Regions from separate parts of the Mus musculus genome. Here regions 1, 3, 4, 5 and 6 are each linked to region 2. The links are chromatin contacts, called in public Micro-C and promoter capture Hi-C maps. All regions are on one chromosome and are shown on one strand. Each heading gives the region's core, a stretch centred on a gene start, on an enhancer-like site or on the middle of the called end of the contact. The rest is flanking DNA. Distances are from core to core; before and after follow the strand shown.

Region 1 (2,700 bases), core at 122-2,621, 610 kb after region 2:
AGTGTTGAACCTACATGCAATCACCCCGATGCCTACCTGTGCATATATTGTGCAAAATATCCTAGTATTAGTCTTATCTATGTTATTCTTTACTGTCAAAACACTTGTGGGGTCATAAACGTCGCATAAATGGCATGTTTATGCACATTGCACATTGGTTCTTTTTATGAATGGATGAAAACAAATGCTCCTTATCTGAGGTAATAGATGGCAAGGTACTATCATGAAAAGGTTCATTAAGTCTTGGCAACAAAAGATGAGGCAGATGGTGGTGTCTTTCAGTGCCACTCAGGGCAACTGTATCCCCAGGTCTCCTTGACATATTGTATTGGAAAAAGCCTTGGAGTGCTTTCCTTAAAGACCTGTTCTAGCTCCTTCCGAGGAACCAAGACTGCTCACCACTGAGGAATAAAATGCATGTATGTCTCTGTATTCTGGGGACTGTGCATACACAACAGATATCATACTCCCTAAGTCTAGTCCGACAAGTGTGTGCATGCAAGTGTGGCATTTACCATCAAGCGATCAGGAAGAGAAGGCAACCGGGGTTCCTTTCTTACATACAACAGTTTCATCTTTTTGATCAAGTTAGGCTTTTAAGGGGCTTATACTTGTGTGTCTCCCCCACCAGGAAGAAGCATTTCGTTAATAATCTGTCAGGGCTAACAACCCAGCCAGCTTTGTTTGTAAGTCCACTGGGCGCCATATGGCAGTTTCCAGTTCCTTTAGCAACTCAAGTCTCACTAGACTGCCACAGTGAAGCATCTCTAAAGAAGAGCTCTTGGGGAGCTGCAATGCCCAGGTCACTTACCTAGCTCCCACGGACCCAGCTCTGCTCAGCCAGCAGCTCTGGCTCCTGTGCCACAGGGGGCTGTGGGATTCCCTGCTCCCTCAGAGGACTCCTCTCTTGCAAAGGTCCCTTTTGCCAATGATGTGTCGTTGGAAATCCCCCTCCCCTCCACAGAGAGGAGGGTCTGCCCGGCTGGCTGGAGCTCCAGGCAGCTTTCCTTCCTTCTTTACATATCTCACTCCGGTTCGCAGTCTCTAGTAAAAGGGCTCACAGAAGCCGCATTGGTAAGAAGCGAAGGCATCCTTTAAAAAGAACAATAATCTTCCTCGATCGTCACCCGCCTTTCCCCGCGTGGAGCCCCCATCCCCCTGTCGCCGCCGCCGCCGCCCAGACCAGAGAGGGCTGGAGTGAAGGGGGAAAAAAAATCAAGAGGTTCTCTGCGCGCCGCACCAGCCCTGGACTTGGCGCTGGATCCCGCTGCCGGAGGAGCGGCTGTGGCCAGCGGGGGCGGCGGGTGCTCAGGGGCACTCGGTGGAGCTCGGTGGGTGTGTGTCTGTGCAGCAGCGACGCTGGCTCCGCGCGAAAAACCAGGCGGGGCGCTCCGGGCGCGGGTCCCCCGCCCCGTAGCTCTCCGGCCAGGCGCGCACACACGCCCGCGGCCACCCAGCCTCGCGCTCCGCCTTCCGCGCTCCGCGCACCCGCGGGCAGAGCGGCCGCCAGCGCCTCTCTCTGTTTCTCCTCCTCCAGCGACTCCCAGGCAATCGCAGCTCCCGGGGGTGGGTGGCGGGGATGCACCGCTGGCCCGGCACCTCCTGGGAAACGCCAGGCTCGGCCTCCCGGCGCCTGAGCTCGGCAGGAGACAGCGCCCCCGGTGCCCAGGGTGCGGCCCGGGCGCGGACGGTCGGGCGCCGCCCACACCTCGCCCGATCCTCCCTAGGCTCCTGCGGCCGCCTGGGTCCGGGCTCCACACCCACCTGTCTCTCTTGGTGGCTTGCACACGGACACACTAGGCAAGGGGTCCACAGCCCGGCGGCCACCCCACACACGCGGCCGGGGAAGCCCTGGTAAGCCCGTCGAGATGCTCCCGCAGCTTCATGGATTTCCTGGCCTTTCTCTTCCATCTGCTGTGCTCTCCTGCTGCCAGACCCCTAAGCGACCAGAACCAGTGCTCCTTGTTCCACCATGGGGAACTGGGACAAGGACATATGGCTCCTGAGGATGGGCCACGGAGTATTTTCCCACAAAAGAAGTTTCTCGGATAAAAAGGAGCCCAGGTGGAATCTGACTTCACTTCTGTATCCTCCAGCTCTATTCAGGACCATATCCAGGAGTCACTGGCCTTTCTGTGTCTGAGGCTAAAGCTGGGTAGGACTCTTTAGACACTCTGATTCTTGTTTCCCACAGGGGTGCTATGACCCCCCCAGAGTCCACCAGAGACCTGGGAGGTGAGAGATTCCCAGGACTCAAAGATGAAATGCCCCCCAGTAGAGAGAAGGAACTTATAGAGTCCACCTCCAGCAGGAAGACAGGACTTCAAATGAGGGGGGTGCCATCCCACAGTCATATCTCTGACCCATAATTGTTCCTGTCTGAAAGAATTACAGGAATGGAAATGGAGAAGAGCCTGAGGAAAATAAGGTCCAGTGACAGGCCCAAAGTGGGATCCAGCTCAAGGGGAGGTCCCAAGGCCTGACACTATTACTGAGGCTATGGAGTGCTCACACAAAGGGATCTATCTATCATGACTGCCCTCCGAAAGACCAAACAAGCAGCTGAAAGAATCAGGTGCAGATATTTGCACCCAACCAATGTACAGAAGCAGCTGACCCCTGTTGTTGAATTAGGGAAGAGTGAAAGAAGCTGAGGAGAAAGGTGATCCTGTAGGAGAACCAGCAGTCTCAATCTGGACC
Region 2 (2,700 bases), core at 1-2,500:
TAGGTTTGTCCATTGCATAGCATGCTTAATTTTTATATTTGGTTGCTAAGTTGCTTTATCACACTTGTAGTAAAGTTTAAAATTTCTACTTATATTACTTTCTCTCCAATGACAGAAATTCCTCTTTGAGAAGCTCTTGCATGAAGAAGGAAGAAACCAGACTTTGAATTTAATTTGATTTCTTATGTTTTCAGATATAGAAAGTGTTCCTTTCTACAAACCATGCTAATTAAATGATTTAAGGTCATAAAGAAAAAGTGAAACTCCCAGAATTAATCTCAGTGAATAAAGTGTAGAAAACTTAATATATTTAGAGAAGAGAAAGAAACACATATAAAAACTTGGGCATAAAGCTGGGTGTAAAGGCCTATGCCTTTCGTTCCAGCACTTGGGAGGCAGATGGCAGTAGCTCTCGTGAGTTCGATACCATCCCATCCTGGTCTACATGGCAAGTTACAGGTCAGCCAGAAGTAAGTAGCAAGTCCCTCATCTCAACAAGCAAGTAAACAAACAAGTTGCCGGTGGGGTGTCGCTTAGTAGGATGACCTTGCATCGGTCAGGATCTAATTTCCATTCTCAACGTGGCAAGAACAAGACAACAAACAAAGATGTGCACGCGAATAAAACCCTCCAAAATTAGACGAACACCTTAGAGTGAAAGTTATTATAAAAAAACAAAAACAAAAACCGAAAAACCATTATTGGTGGGGGTTCTCTTTGGGAAATCGGCTTTAACAAAAAAACAGAGTACAGTTTCTACTTTATCATTTTCTTCGTATTCATTAATTTGTCCTTTAAGTGAAGGAAAGTAGCATTTTTTTCTGGGTGAGAAAAAAGCCACTATAAAATGCTGCAGAAAGATACTTCTCTGTGCCCGACAGGGCCCAGGAGAGTTGGAGAAACAGTTGGGAAAAGACTCCGAGGGCTTTCTAGAGCGAGCTGGGGCGCTTGGGGGTCGCCCGGGTGCACAGGGGCTCCATCCATTTTCTGGCGGCTTTCCGGGTGCAAACAGGCACGGGCTACCGCGTCCCCAGACCTAAGGAGGCAGAGTTTGGATCCTGGGGAGAGTGGCCGGTAGCGGGCTGTGAGAGCACCTGGGGTGGTCGGGGGTCGGCTGGTGGCCAGGAGGAGAAGCGCGTCCCACCTGGGCCCCAGTGCCACCCGCCCAGAGCCCGCCGAGCGGGCGCACAGCCAGGGCAGCCGAGGGGCGGTGCGGAAGGGCGGAGGGCCGAGGGCGGGGGCTTCGGCTGTCGGAGGAGCCGAGCTCTTGCCCGAGGCTCTAGCTGGGTCCGTTCGCAAGTGTCGCGGCAGCTCTGGCCATGAAGACCCTGTGGATGGTGCTGTGCGCTCTGGCGCGGCTGTGGCCCGGGGCCCTGGCTGGCTGTGCAGAGGCCGGCCGCTGCTGTCCTGGCCGGGACCCAGCCTGCTTCGCCCGCGGCTGGAGGCTGGACAGGGTCTATGGAACATGCTTCTGTGACCAAGCCTGCCGTCTCACCGGGGACTGCTGCTTCGACTACGACAGGGCGTGCCCAGGTGGGTGGCTGGGCGCCGGGAGGGACCCCTAGGAAGCCAGGAATCTTCTGGTCACTTCCAGGCCAGTCCAGTATCAGCCTTCGCAATCCCAGTACCCCACCCCCACCCCAACTCCCGCTCCATTCCAGGCTTCCCAGTCGGCTTCATCTAATGTCCCCGAAGCACACCCCCTAACATCTGTGGGGATCACCTCTGGGATGTGTTCTGTGACTCAAGAACTCTAGCTTCATAGAGTCACCTGGGGCCTGGAAGGATGGTGCTGACAGTTGTCAGGGGTGTGTCCCTGGACCAGCCGTCACCACACTCATTCTGTCAACCTCATAAAGTTTGGGGATAGAGAAAACTAACAAGGCCAGGAAGATGAGACTGTCTCACTTTGTATCAAGCTTGCCCTGGGAGGGGCCTCCACTTTCTTAGAGGTCTGAGGTGTTCTGTGGTGGGCTCCAACATGGACCACCGCTGTTTCCTGTGAGGAGGTTTTCTGTGCTCTTGGAACTATCTTTAGGATACTTTCTTTCCTCAAGTCTCTGTAGTGTTTGATCCTTCCCTTTAGAATGAGGTCTTTTCTTATCTAACATTCCCATAGCATCTCACAGTACCCCTTGGTAGGGTTCTGTCAACGCAGGTTTAATTGAACTTAAAGGTAAAGGAAGAAATGAGAAACACAGTCCTGAAAAACAAGCCGTGACCAAGAAGTCAGCTCTGAAAACCAAAGCAGCTTTGCTCCTTGCTAATCAGATCAGTCCCAAAGTTGTCCATATGATAGGGTTTGTCCTCACACAAGTCCTAGGCAACTTCTGAGGAGAGGACCCAAGGGCTGGGCCACACTCCAGGAACGAGAGGCCCAGTAGCAACAAGGCCTCTCTTGCCTCTTTGCTAAGAGCCTGTCAATCCCAGGCAGGTCAGTCACCCAGCCATGATACTGTGGAAGGGCACAGCCAAAAAACCTCCAAGATTTACTGGCGGATGCCCTTTTTGATAAGTTCTCCCCCCATTCCCGTGACAAGTCATCTTGCCTCAGTCTAAAGGAAGCTGGAAAAGTCAATGAACCAGAAAATGCAGTGAGTCTGAGCCATGTGTCCCCTTCCCTGGCAACACCCGAAACTGGGTGTCTCAGCTACGTGTCCCTGGGTCTTCCAAAGCACTCATTCTTGAGGGGCTTGCCTA
Region 3 (2,700 bases), core at 103-2,602, 800 kb before region 2:
AGAACTGTCATTTTGGAAGGCACCACCTTCCAGCCACGAAGACATTCCTAGAAGGGGCAGAAAATGGACAACTAACGGAGCGAGCAGCAGAAAGAGGAAACAGATTGAAACAGCTCTCAAGCCCTGTACTAGGTTTTCTGGTCCCAGGCATTTGTTAATGACAAGTTGTAATGTGGCCATAGCGTTAACTATGATCCAATGGCACCAGAGTTTAGCTCAGCTGAAAAATATCTGCAACTCTAGCACTGGAGAGGTCGAGGCAACGGGGAGCATGAGTTTGAGGCTAGCATAAGCTATATAGTCAGTTCTAGGCAGCCTGTACTACAGAATAAGGCACTGTCTCAAAAAAATAAGCAAATAACTCAAAAGGCAGAGGCATATGTATCAATCTCTATGAGTTCCCGGCCAGCCAATGTTATATAGTGATACTTTGAAAAAAATAATAAAATAAGCTGGGCGTGGCAACGTATGCCTTTAATTCCAGGAGGTAGAGGCAGGCAGATCTCTATGATTTCCAACCCAGCCTGTCCTATATAGTGAATTCCAGGTAGTTACAGCTATATAGAAAGACCCTGTCTCAAAACAGATTTCAATAGAGTAATAATTACTGCATAAATCTAAAAATCACTATTCGAAATCAAATAAAATCATTATTTGTCAAGTGACTCATACAGTGAATTCTAAAATAACTTTCATTTTGCAAATTAAAAAAAAAGTGAGGCTGAGAATGTCTAAGTATTTTGCTCAAGGTCACACAGTTGGGGAGGAAGAAGGATGCTTCCAAGAGCACTCTAGGACCACAGGCTGGAGCTACAACCCCACCAGGAAGCACTGTGGGTTAGCCTCCTCAAGAGGAACCAGTTTGTGTCGGGGCTGGTACTCAGAAGCAAACTAGAACTAAGAAGAACCTGAAACCGAGCTCCGAGTGGAGAGAGCTTAACCACAAGACAGCAACAGAGGTAAAAAGCAATTCAGAGGTCCTGGGGAAACGCGGGGGGGGGGGGGGGGGTTGGGAGAGGGAAAGGATGATCCGCACCCGGAAGTGGTCGGCATTGCTCCACCCCCACCCCACACCGCAGCGGGCTCACTGCTGGAGCAGCGTTCCTGCCAGCCCTCCAGCTTCAGGTTCAGTGGAAACTTTCTCTCGAAATAGTTGGCGCCGCAGCTCTTTGTTGCCGGGCCACTTACCACAATAACTGTAGGAAATAATTGCATCGGAGGAGTTGCAGAACCACTGTTGCTTCTCAGATTCAGTCAATATGGGAGAAAGCAGCGTCGAAAAGAGAATAAATGGCAACATGATTTAATATCTCCGATACTTTAAACTCGCCAGGAAGACCATCGGACTCGACAGTAAGGAGGACAGATTTAACTTAGTCAGCAGTCATGTGATTTGGAAGCTCCCATCCAACTGCTTCCTCTTTTTATTTGCATGTGTGACTGTGCATTTGTTTTCATATCTGAGCACTTCCTGTAAGGCAAGAGAAGAAAAAAATGACTTAGAATATACTGTTTCTTAATACTCAGTGTAAACTAAAGTATCCAGCACTTTAAAACAGCACATTTTCAGGGAGACAATTAGCTGCCTTACAGGAAACCCTTACTTAAAAGGAAGTCCACTAGCCGTAGTACACACACCCAGTACTTGACAGGCGGATCTCTGTGAGTTCCAGGTTAGCCTTCTCCAGATAGTGAGTTCCAGGACAGCCAGAGCTATAAGGTGAGATCCTGTCTCAAGAAAGAAAGTCCACCGGTATACTACTTTTCTGTGTGCTGGCCACTCCCTCCCACACACTCCTCCTCATACAACGGTTTCTCCTGACCTAGAAAGCTGCATCTAGCTATCTAAGCTGATTTCTCTCCCCTACCCCCTCTCAATTTCTACTCAAGTACAAACAGGTTCAGCCACAAAACAGACAGGCAAGATGACCCCTACACGGGGTCAGTAGCAATTCCCAGCTGGGACCTCACCAGTTTTGAGAATGCACTCAAAAGGAAGGTTGAACTTGAGGCAATAGTGTTGAGTTGGGGGTGGGGTTGGTGCTGGACTCTAGAGCTCTTCCACAGAGTAGCATCTTGAGGTAAAAGTGTGAGTTCCAGTAATTAAAAAAAAAAAAAAAAAAAGAAAGAAAAAGCTGTTTTGTTCTGGCGTGTATTTCATTCAAAGACTACTTTAGAAAAGTGTGCTTCCTTCAGCTGCACGGCTTTTACAGACTCTTACTTTAGGGTTAGCAGCCAAGAAGGCTTACAGCTGTGGCCTACAATCCGGTTCTAGTGGTGACACTCAACTGCTCACTAAGAACTGTTAAGGTAGCAAGGCAATTGTATTTAAAGCAAAACAATAGAAAGATCAGAGCATACTGTGAGAGCAATGGGTCACCTGAGGATACTCCCGGCCACTGGGTGACTGTGAGGGGCCTCTTTTCATCAAGCCTAAAGGAAGGAGGCACTTGAATCAAGGGGCATAGTTTTGATGGTTCTTTATTTTGATCAATAGATTATGTCATTTAATATTTTTCCTACTATATATGCCCATTTCCATAATGGACCCAAATAATAATTATATAATGTATAATTATATACACACCCAAATATGCATTAGCATAATATGGTAAATAGATTCTTCCTTATAGGATGGTTTACCATATTGAGCACATACCCAAATCCAGATCAGGCCAGTTGGGATTGTCCACTCTTCGT
Region 4 (2,700 bases), core at 151-2,650, 760 kb before region 2:
TTGGTTCTTTAGTCAAGATATACGATGGAAGTCGGGCCCACCCTTACTGCCTAAAGGGAGACTCAGGTCTCACTTAGTTTTTTCATATTTTTTTCTTTAGTTTTATCTTCTGCTACCAAATGCCTCTTTTACTATGAAACTACTTTGAATTATGGATACAACCAAAACACTTTCATTATTTCTCCAAAGCCTTTGAAAATTAATTCAAGGCCGCAGCTATATTTTTGCTTTCAATTCCATAAAAGCATACATAGCTGCCAAATCAAATAAAGCAAAAACACAAACACAAACAAACAGACAAACACTTTCAGAGCAACCCATGGTAGGCAACACCTGTCGTTTCAACACTTTGAGGCTGAAACAGAATTATAAATTGGAGTTGGAGGGCAGCCAAGGATTACATAGGGAAATTACTGTGCCTGATGGCTAAGGAAGGAGATAGAATTGTCCCCAAATACATAGCTAGTCTGGGACTCGTAGTTCCAGGGTAACACTGAAATACCCTGTCTCAAAAATTCAAAAACAAAACCCTTTGAGAAGTTTCAGAAATTCCAAATAGCACATACATACTATACTTCCTTTTGTGGGATACTATTACACAGCTGCGACTGATTAACTGAGTATCTTGAATCTAGGTTTTCAAGCCCACTCCATGAAAACAGCAGAGAGGAAACTTAACTGAGCTGCTTTTCAGCTTTCTAGGAAAGGTGCCTAGGTAACCACGGAAAAGCCAATGAAAAGGTTTGGTTGAGGGGGGCGTGGAACTGGGGAGGTGAGGAGCAGAAATAATGGGCCCTGATTTAAGTAATGGTGATAGGCAGCGAGAACTGGACGGGTGGGCGTGGCATATTTCAGTAAACACTGACCTATATCGGGAAGAGAGGAAATGAGGCAAACACATTGGGAGCTTGTTAAGATGCCCGTTGATGTGTATTACTTTAAACAAAGAGGTTGAGACAAGCTTTAAAGACATCAAAAATTTCAGCGCTACACAGAAAACCACAAGTCCCAAGATGCAGTGTCACTTCGGACCAAACACTAGCCGAAACCTTGTAAGAAACTACATATCCCAGAATGCACTGCTGCCTCGCCGGCTCAGCTTTTCTCGGCAGAAATTGGATCCGGATGGCGCTGCATTCTGGGAACCAAGAAGTCCTAGCATCTCATTGGTTGGGATTTGGTAGCGATGTCTCTTAAATGGGCCTGTTTTACTGCCCACAACGCACTTCCTCCAGACGCAAGTTACCGGCAGATCGCGTCTCGGCCTTGCCAGGTACCAGTCTCCCGCGCGTTACAGAAAGCGGCTGTGACGCGACGGAAGTAATTCCTTTCTGTGCCCCGGAACCCACAGGGGTAGGCCGCTGGGGGTGGGAGGGGGGCGGCCCTGAATAGGGGCTGTGGCGGTACGTGGGGTTACGGCTGCGGTAGCTGCGGGACTGGCTAGTGAGTGTCGGGCTATGGTGGGAATCGGGATCTGATTTCGCTAGGAGAGTTAGTGCGGCTGGGACTGGATGCTTTAGTTATCCCTCTGCTCACCCCTTCCCGTCTGGGCGGGGAAGGAACGGAAGCTCTGAGTCTCTCCGGCCTCCCCAGCTCCTGGCTTGGGGGAGGGGAGAGGAGTTTGGCGGGACCTTAACTAGCTCAGCTCGGTGGGTCTGGAAAGGGGAGAGGACAGGAGGTGCGGGCTGGCTGGGCCTCCTCCAGGCTGAGCGCGGGGAGGGTGGAGTTAAGAGCATGGCAGCCGGATCGCTTTTCCGTTTTGCCTACCTCATGTGCGCTTGTATTTGTTTTACTGTTAAAATCAGTCGCTAGACCCAGGAGAGAGCCCTCGCCGCTTTAAGCTATAGGACCCTGAAAGAAAGTTTACCTTCTGGACAACTTGGGTAATTTCTGCCTGGCTGGGTACATTGGCTCATTTGTGCATCTATCTACCTCTCATTTTTGCCTGAAAGGAGTTATCTAGTGCCAGGTACAGTGCCCATTTATTTAGTTTCCCTTAAGGAACTCTTCAGTTTTGTGAGCATGAAAGTTTTGTCATTTAGTGCAAGCATGCCTACTCTGCACTTTCTAGTGTAGAAAGCAATTGAAATAGTTTTACAACTTGGTCCATACTACCAGATCTGCTTCTTAGTCCCAAATTGAATTTTATTTTCTGTTAAGTGGTCTAAGATGGTAAATACTTGATCTCGTTTATATTATGTGTTATTAAGCCGTCGAAGTTCACAAGTGGATTTAATCTTCAGTGATGAGTAAACTGTTGTGGTTTTATATCATGGATGTTTGTTAATTTATAGTAATTTGGGGTTTCTATATTTCTATTTATCAATTTTTTGAGTACTCTTGGATGACATGGAAGTTGTACTCAGTAACTCGTCTGGTCTAAATGTGTGGCCCACCAGGCCTATCTCCCAGTTGTTAGTTTTAAAGGTGTAGCCGCCATGCTGGCTCTTATCTTTTCAACTTGCTTGGATTAACCTTGGACCTCAACTACACTGAGTCCGCACTCTTGTGTGCCACTACTCCATATCTTCATCCCCCTATTTAATTTATAAATGGCTTCTCATCCTTCATATGATATTTCTCTAATTACCAGACTGGGTCGGTAATTTGATGTAGCATGTTTGCCTAATGTCCAGAGACCCTGGGCTGGTTCTCCAGCATCACACACACACACACAAGAAATGTTGGTTTATTACCTCA
Region 5 (2,700 bases), core at 111-2,610, 630 kb before region 2:
CTATACATACAGTATCACGTTTTTGTCTCTTTAAAAATTGTAAATCAGTGTATAAGGTAATAGATCCACAAATACTGCCTCATTTGTAGAGTTGGTTTTAAAATATGACTGAAATCACAGGGCTCACAGACATATCCCAGGCAGACAAGCCATACCAAGGAAACCCCAGGAAGAATAATGCCAGTCAGAATACACTAATAGTTCTATTTCTAGACTTCTTTTTCATATGATTTTTGGTGCCACTTATTTAAAATCCATTGGTCTTAACTAGGCTGACGTTATCTGGCCATACCTAACCCATATCTAAACCAGGACAAAAGAACAAGTAATTTGAGTTTTTTAGCACTCTTCAAAAACCAAGGATCTAGGACAGTGTTTTAAGACGATCCTCATTTTTGGCTCTAAAGATTTTTTTTTTTTTGGTACGGGCACACAACTTTAATATATTTATTATTCATTTTTTCCTGATGAATGATGTGGGCCGTGGAGCAGGTGATGGGGGCTCGCTTGCGCTGCTTGCTACCCTCCTCCCCTTTCTTCCTCCTCCAGTCTAGAAAGGTGCAGGATCCGCCGAATCCTACGTCGCACCGCAGTGGAACGGACGCGGGATGGTCGCGCGTCCCCAGCTAGGCAGAGGCGGGCAGTCAGCGAGCCGGGAAAGGTAGGAGCAGAGCGTCGGGGACAGGCTGCTAGAGAGCCCAGGGGCAGCGGGTGCGGGAGAGGCTGAGCCGCCGGTGCTGGAGCACCTTCGCAGTTGCGGGCCGGGCGCCCTCAGCGTGCTCCTGCAGCAGCTCCCGGGACGGGCCCCGGCGCGGCCCGAGACCCCAGGCCTAAGCCCCGCAGCGCCCCGGGATGCGGGGGTCCCAGAAGCCGCCAGGGGGCGGGAACGGCGCGGCGAACAATGGCCGCTCGACCGCGAAGGGAGGCGGGGAGAGGTGGAGAGAGAGAGAGAGAGAGAGAGAGAGAGAGAGAGAGAGAGAGAGAGAGAGAGAGAGAGAGAGAGAGAGAGAGAGAGAGAGAGAGAGAGAGAGAGAGAGAGAGAGAGAGACAGAGAGACAGAGAGAGACACAGAGACACAGAGACACAGAGACACAGAGAGAGAGACAGAGACACAGAGAGAGAGACAGACAGACAGAGAGACACAGAGAGAGGAGAGAGAGAGACAGAGAAAGAGAGGGGGGAGAGACACAGAGAGAGAGAGACAGACAGAGAGAGGAGAGAGACAGAGAAAGAAAGGGGAGAGAGACAGAGAGACAGAGCGAGCTGGAGAGAGAGAGCGCGAGAGAGAGCTGGCGCGGGGGCGCGCGGCGTGGCGCGGGCGCGGCGGCGCAGGCGGGGGCGCGCGGCGCGGGCCCGGGAGGGCGCGGCGGGAGCGCAGGGCGGCAGGCGGAGGCGGGGGGCGGGAGCCGAGGAGGGAGCAGGCGGCGTCGGCGGAGCTCTGGAGCGCTCGCCCATGTGGAGCCGTCTGCCGGGCGTCCGTGGCCCGCAGGTAAATCCTGGTGCGAGCGGCGCCGCCAGGCCTGACTTCCGCCGGCGGGTTCCGAGGCAGAGCGCCGGGAGCCAGCAGGGCCGTCTCTCGCGGCCTCGCTCCCGCGCCGCCCTCGGCCGCCCTGGGGGAGGGGAGGGGGGGCGTGTGCCGCGGCGAGCCGTACAGGTGTCCGCAGGGGCAGGGCGGGGCGGGGGCGCCGGGCGCGACGGCGGGGGGCGCGGAGGTCACCCGGGCCTTGCAGGGGCGTGGGGGCGGCGGGGCCGGGGCGATGGCGGTGGCTATTTCTGTATAATGGGCAAGTGGCGAAGACGTAACTCGCCGAAATGGGGAAGGGAGGTGGGGCAGAGGGGACAAAATATAGCCCTATGACAGGCAAGTTCCGCCGAGCCTCCTGCGAACTAGGACCGTGACGGCTCGGCTTAAAGGAGTAGTTGGAGGTAGTGACCTTGCCCGGGCGTGGGGAGTTGGGTGAAACACAAAGCTTGGCCGCAGAATCTACCGTGAGGACCGGGTCTCTGTAGGGTGGGGGACCGGGCAGAGTGACGGGCCAGTTTCGCAGAGGCAGTCAAGGCGATTGAACTAGGAGACCTGGGTAGGGGGTGGGAATGGGAGTCTGGTTGGGCGCGTGCGCTGAGGGGTGGGGGTGGGGGCCAAGTCTGGAAGTCCTTGCAATTATTTAGGTACAACATTTTGCAGTATGAGCAGATTTCATTATTATCTCCTATTTCCCCCCCCCCCCGCCACAAAAAAGCTTAGAAGTACTTGAGTGGAGATGGACCATCCAATAGGTATGAATGCACTAAGCAATTTAAAAGGGACCAAATCTCACAGAAATCGTACAGATGATCCTTAAATGTATTACAGTAACCAAAAATCTGTTATCCAGTGTTAGGGAACTTTCTTAATACAAATAGAACTTGGATTCTGATGTATTCTTGTGTTTTCTGAGGGCTAACACTTGAAATAGAGAAGGTGTTGGGCAGGCAAAAAGATAGTAACACTGTCAAATGTTCAGTAGAATGTTTCTTCCCCATCCTTTCTAAGTCGATTCAACTTACTGTCATGAATAGAACTATAGAGGAAAGGCACAAGTCAAGAAAAAAGAAAAAACTAAGACCTGACTATTTTTTTTTAACAAAGCAGGTCTTTGTGTCTTATTTTACTGAAAAACCTAAATATCATATGATTGTGGATCTGTTGCAGGCCTGTAT
Region 6 (2,700 bases), core at 120-2,619, 730 kb before region 2:
CTATGTGGGCACTTTGTTCCATGTTGTGATGGTAACGACATACCTGAACTGATAGCGGATATGCTTCTGGTTGAGTCCTGTACTCCAAGTCATGCAAACCCCATGGAAAAGTTCCTCCATGGTGAAGAGAAACCGTCTTGAATATTACACCACAGAAAAACTGGCAGATTTAGACATCTTTTCCTCTCTTGAACACATTTCCTTACGGATGTTCTCAGAGGAACATCGTGCTCTAGCTTAAGTGTGAGAGTGATAACCTACATCACCATTATATTTATATTTTAGAGAAATGTCTAAAAATGAAGCCAAGTCAATAAAAATAAAGATTTAAACTTTCATCCGGGTAAAGTAAAAGCCTTCTACTCAACATGCCATCCTCTCTGATTCCTTTAGAGACAGGACATGAGGTGCAAGCTTTTGGCTTCCATTTTTCGTTTGGTATTTAAGTAAACGACATCTTTGGTTCCGGAGGAGCTTTAAAAATGTGACTTCTGATAAATGCTGGCAGAACTGGTGCATTCCTAGAATAAATTCTGTATGCTCAGCGATTTCTACTCAAGCTCACTCATAGGTCGTCTGATCATGCAACTGCCCACCACAGAATAGGGTGAAGAGAAATCTAGGCATGGCAGAAGGTTTAAGTATTAAGTATTAAGTATTAAATTACGTAAACTATATTCATTATATTGAGATTTCACGGCTAGAGTCAAATTGTTAATCAAAAGTAAGACTGATGTAACAACGACTCTTATGGTATACCTGGACTTTACAATTTAGAGGGTTAGGGAACTAGAAAATTGCACACAAAAGGGAACTCCATTATTCACCCTCCTTCCCTTTCCAGCACGTTTCAAATCCAATTGTTCTTGCTTTTAAGATCACTGCTCTCAGTTTTCATTCTGTCCTATAGGGAAACCTGTGACTCTCTGCCCCTCAAAGTAGAAGCTTCCTAGGTCTGCAAATACCAGAAAGCATCTCCAGGCGAAGTTGTATCTGCCTCAGGAGCGAAAACACGGTAGGTGTAAAAAAGACATATGAAGGGGGTGGGCTGTAAATCTTACACTTGTAGCTGGAAAAACAAAATGAGATCCCCTCCCTGCCAAATGCCCGGACAGCATTGTGACCTCGGCATAACGCTTCAGTCCGACCTGGAGCAGCGCCTCCGCCAGCACTGAGGGTGGGCCCGCGTATAAATTGGCTGGGATGCAAGGTACCTAGGGAGCCCGGCCTGGCCCCGCCCCGCCCCGCCCCGGGCACCCGCGCGCTAGCCAATCGGACACGCGGGCCCCTTCCCATCGGCGACTCCACCCCCGTGCCCGGGATGTTGGGCCCCCGCGGCGTGACGCGAGCACGGCGGCTCCGCCCCCTGCGTCTCGGGCCTCGCTGGCCTTGGGGGGATGGTTTCATCATGGCGTCAATGCAGGTGAGCGGAGCTGCTGCAGCGGGGAGGGCGAGGGGGCCATCGAGACGAGGTGAGCGTCTGCGCGGGGTCGGCGTCCGAGACCTCTGGGCCTGGCTCCGGGCGACCTTCCCTGACCTCGGGGCGTCGGGGGATCGCCTGGCGGCGAGCCGAGCGGGGGTGTCGGCCGGTGGCCGCGGACAGTAGCGGCCGCGAAGTTGTGGCATAAAGGCGGCTTAGGGGGAAGAAAGGGCGAAGTTCGTCGTGCGCTTCGCGGTGGGGGCTCCGCTCCGCGCCCCTACGCGAGGATGCCTGCCGCTCGGCTCCCTGGCCACCGCCGGGATGCTTTTCCCCTCGCGCTCCCCAGCGGGGTGGAAACAGCTGTGCCCGCCGCCGTCACCCGCGGTCGGGGCGGCCGGAGACCGGCAGAGCCCCTCGCCGAGGACGGCCGCCTGCCCACGGCGCTCCGCGGCCTCTGCCCGGCCTCCCACGCGCAGCCTCGGATCGCCGGACTCATGCTCGTTCTTCTCTGATCTTCATCCGGTGCCCGGTGGGTGCCTCCTTCTATCAGCCCGCACTCTGGGCATTCCCTGGCAGCCCACGTCTCTTCTTCGAAGCCGCCCTTCGTCCCTGTCCCCAGCGTCCTGTGCTACCACAACGTGCGAGCTCGTGGGCCTGCTCCTCGGCCTCGATAGAAACTCGCCCTCTTAAATTTTTTTTTCTTGCGATGCCCCACCCTTGCGGGATTGGTAAGGCCGTGGCTCCTTTGCCTTTCTTTCCCAGACCTTTAAAACCTTAGTTTGGTAGGAGACGCCTGTTAACCTGTGCTCTGTCAGACTTGAAGGTGTTTTTTGTAGCTTCCAACTTAATGTATTCCCCCCCCCCCTTGCAAATCCAATAAAAGAAAAAATTTTCAGGCAAAGATGGCAACCACAATTGTAGTTTCTAGAGATTGCATTATCTATAGCCGGCATTTAATTTGCAGATAGGGCTAGCGGTGTTAAAGCACATAGGAAGAGAGAGTAGAACTCTTGTAGCGTGTCAGCGGAACGCTTTTTGGAGTTTTAACATCATCCTCGAGTAACATCCGCATTTTCCTTAGAATTTTTGGTTTTTGTTTCTAGAAGAATAAGCAAGATCTCGTTGTTGGCGCTTCTCTGCTAGCAATGGTTTGCATTCTTACGCATTTCCCTCCTTCCCCTGTATCTTCCTTCAATCAGCTTTCCTTATGGTATTCTTTTTGCATTTGCTTGTACTTTTGGCCTTTCCTGCAGTAGCATTCTTAGGTGAAGAGGTGTCAC

What was found. Promoter capture Hi-C pulls out the DNA fragments that hold promoters and counts their contacts. Hi-C and Micro-C count contacts between places; a contact is called where the count stands out from the background.
Region 1: a Micro-C map of embryonic stem cells shows a contact between it and region 2, with 3 times the contacts expected there. The contact joins the promoter of Kcnb2 here to the promoter of Sbspon in region 2. A contact is called at or near these places in 3 of 39 promoter capture datasets (embryonic stem cells, liver and stem cell-derived epiblast-like cells), 2 of 484 Hi-C or Micro-C datasets (both in embryonic stem cells), 2 of 115 datasets of contacts at active chromatin or transcription factors (embryonic stem cells and stem cell-derived neural progenitor cells) and 1 of 9 other capture datasets (embryonic stem cells).
Region 3: a contact with region 2 is called in a promoter capture Hi-C map of liver, with 2.8 times the contacts expected there. The contact joins the promoter of Ly96 here to the promoter of Sbspon in region 2. A contact is called at or near these places in 4 of 39 promoter capture datasets (hematopoietic stem and progenitor cells, liver and pre-B cells).
Region 4: a contact with region 2 is called in a promoter capture Hi-C map of neural stem cells. The contact joins the promoter of Eloc here to the promoter of Sbspon in region 2. A contact is called at or near these places in 6 of 39 promoter capture datasets (the 3T3-L1 cell line, cranial neural crest, hippocampal neurons and 2 more) and 1 of 115 datasets of contacts at active chromatin or transcription factors (astrocytes).
Region 5: a contact with region 2 is called in a Micro-C map of muscle stem cells, with 8 times the contacts expected there. The contact joins the promoter of Stau2 here to the promoter of Sbspon in region 2. A contact is called at or near these places in 2 of 39 promoter capture datasets (cranial neural crest and liver) and 1 of 484 Hi-C or Micro-C datasets (muscle stem cells).
Region 6: a promoter capture Hi-C map of second pharyngeal arch cranial neural crest shows a contact between it and region 2. The contact joins the promoter of Ube2w here to the promoter of Sbspon in region 2. A contact is called at or near these places in 6 of 39 promoter capture datasets (the 3T3-L1 cell line, hippocampal neurons, liver and 2 more) and 1 of 115 datasets of contacts at active chromatin or transcription factors (large pre-B cells).

Annotation. Positions count from the first base shown.
Region 1 is chr1:15,285,596-15,288,295 of GRCm38.p6, reverse strand. Kcnb2 (potassium voltage gated channel, Shab-related subfamily, member 2) reads right to left here and starts at 1,371. Exons shown (of 3, transcript NM_001098528.3): 1 at 812-1,371.
Region 2 is chr1:15,891,272-15,893,971 of GRCm38.p6, reverse strand. It overlaps Sbspon (somatomedin B and thrombospondin, type 1 domain containing), which reads left to right and starts at 1,250. Exons shown (of 5, transcript NM_001033288.3): 1 at 1,250-1,533. The coding sequence starts at 1,320.
Region 3 is chr1:16,687,108-16,689,807 of GRCm38.p6, reverse strand. Ly96 (lymphocyte antigen 96) reads right to left here and starts at 1,352. Exons shown (of 5, transcript NM_016923.2): 1 at 1,189-1,352. The coding sequence starts at 1,300.
Region 4 is chr1:16,655,565-16,658,264 of GRCm38.p6, reverse strand. Eloc (elongin C) reads left to right here and starts at 1,400. Exons shown (of 4, transcript NM_026456.4): 1 at 1,400-1,443. It overlaps D030040B21Rik (RIKEN cDNA D030040B21 gene), which reads right to left and starts at 713. Exons shown (of 4, transcript NR_037998.1): 1 at 1-713.
Region 5 is chr1:16,517,962-16,520,661 of GRCm38.p6, reverse strand. Stau2 (staufen double-stranded RNA binding protein 2) reads left to right here and starts at 1,360. Exons shown (of 14, transcript NM_025303.3): 1 at 1,360-1,489.
Region 6 is chr1:16,617,960-16,620,659 of GRCm38.p6, reverse strand. Ube2w (ubiquitin-conjugating enzyme E2W (putative)) reads left to right here and starts at 1,369. Exons shown (of 6, transcript NM_025773.4): 1 at 1,369-1,423. The coding sequence starts at 1,409.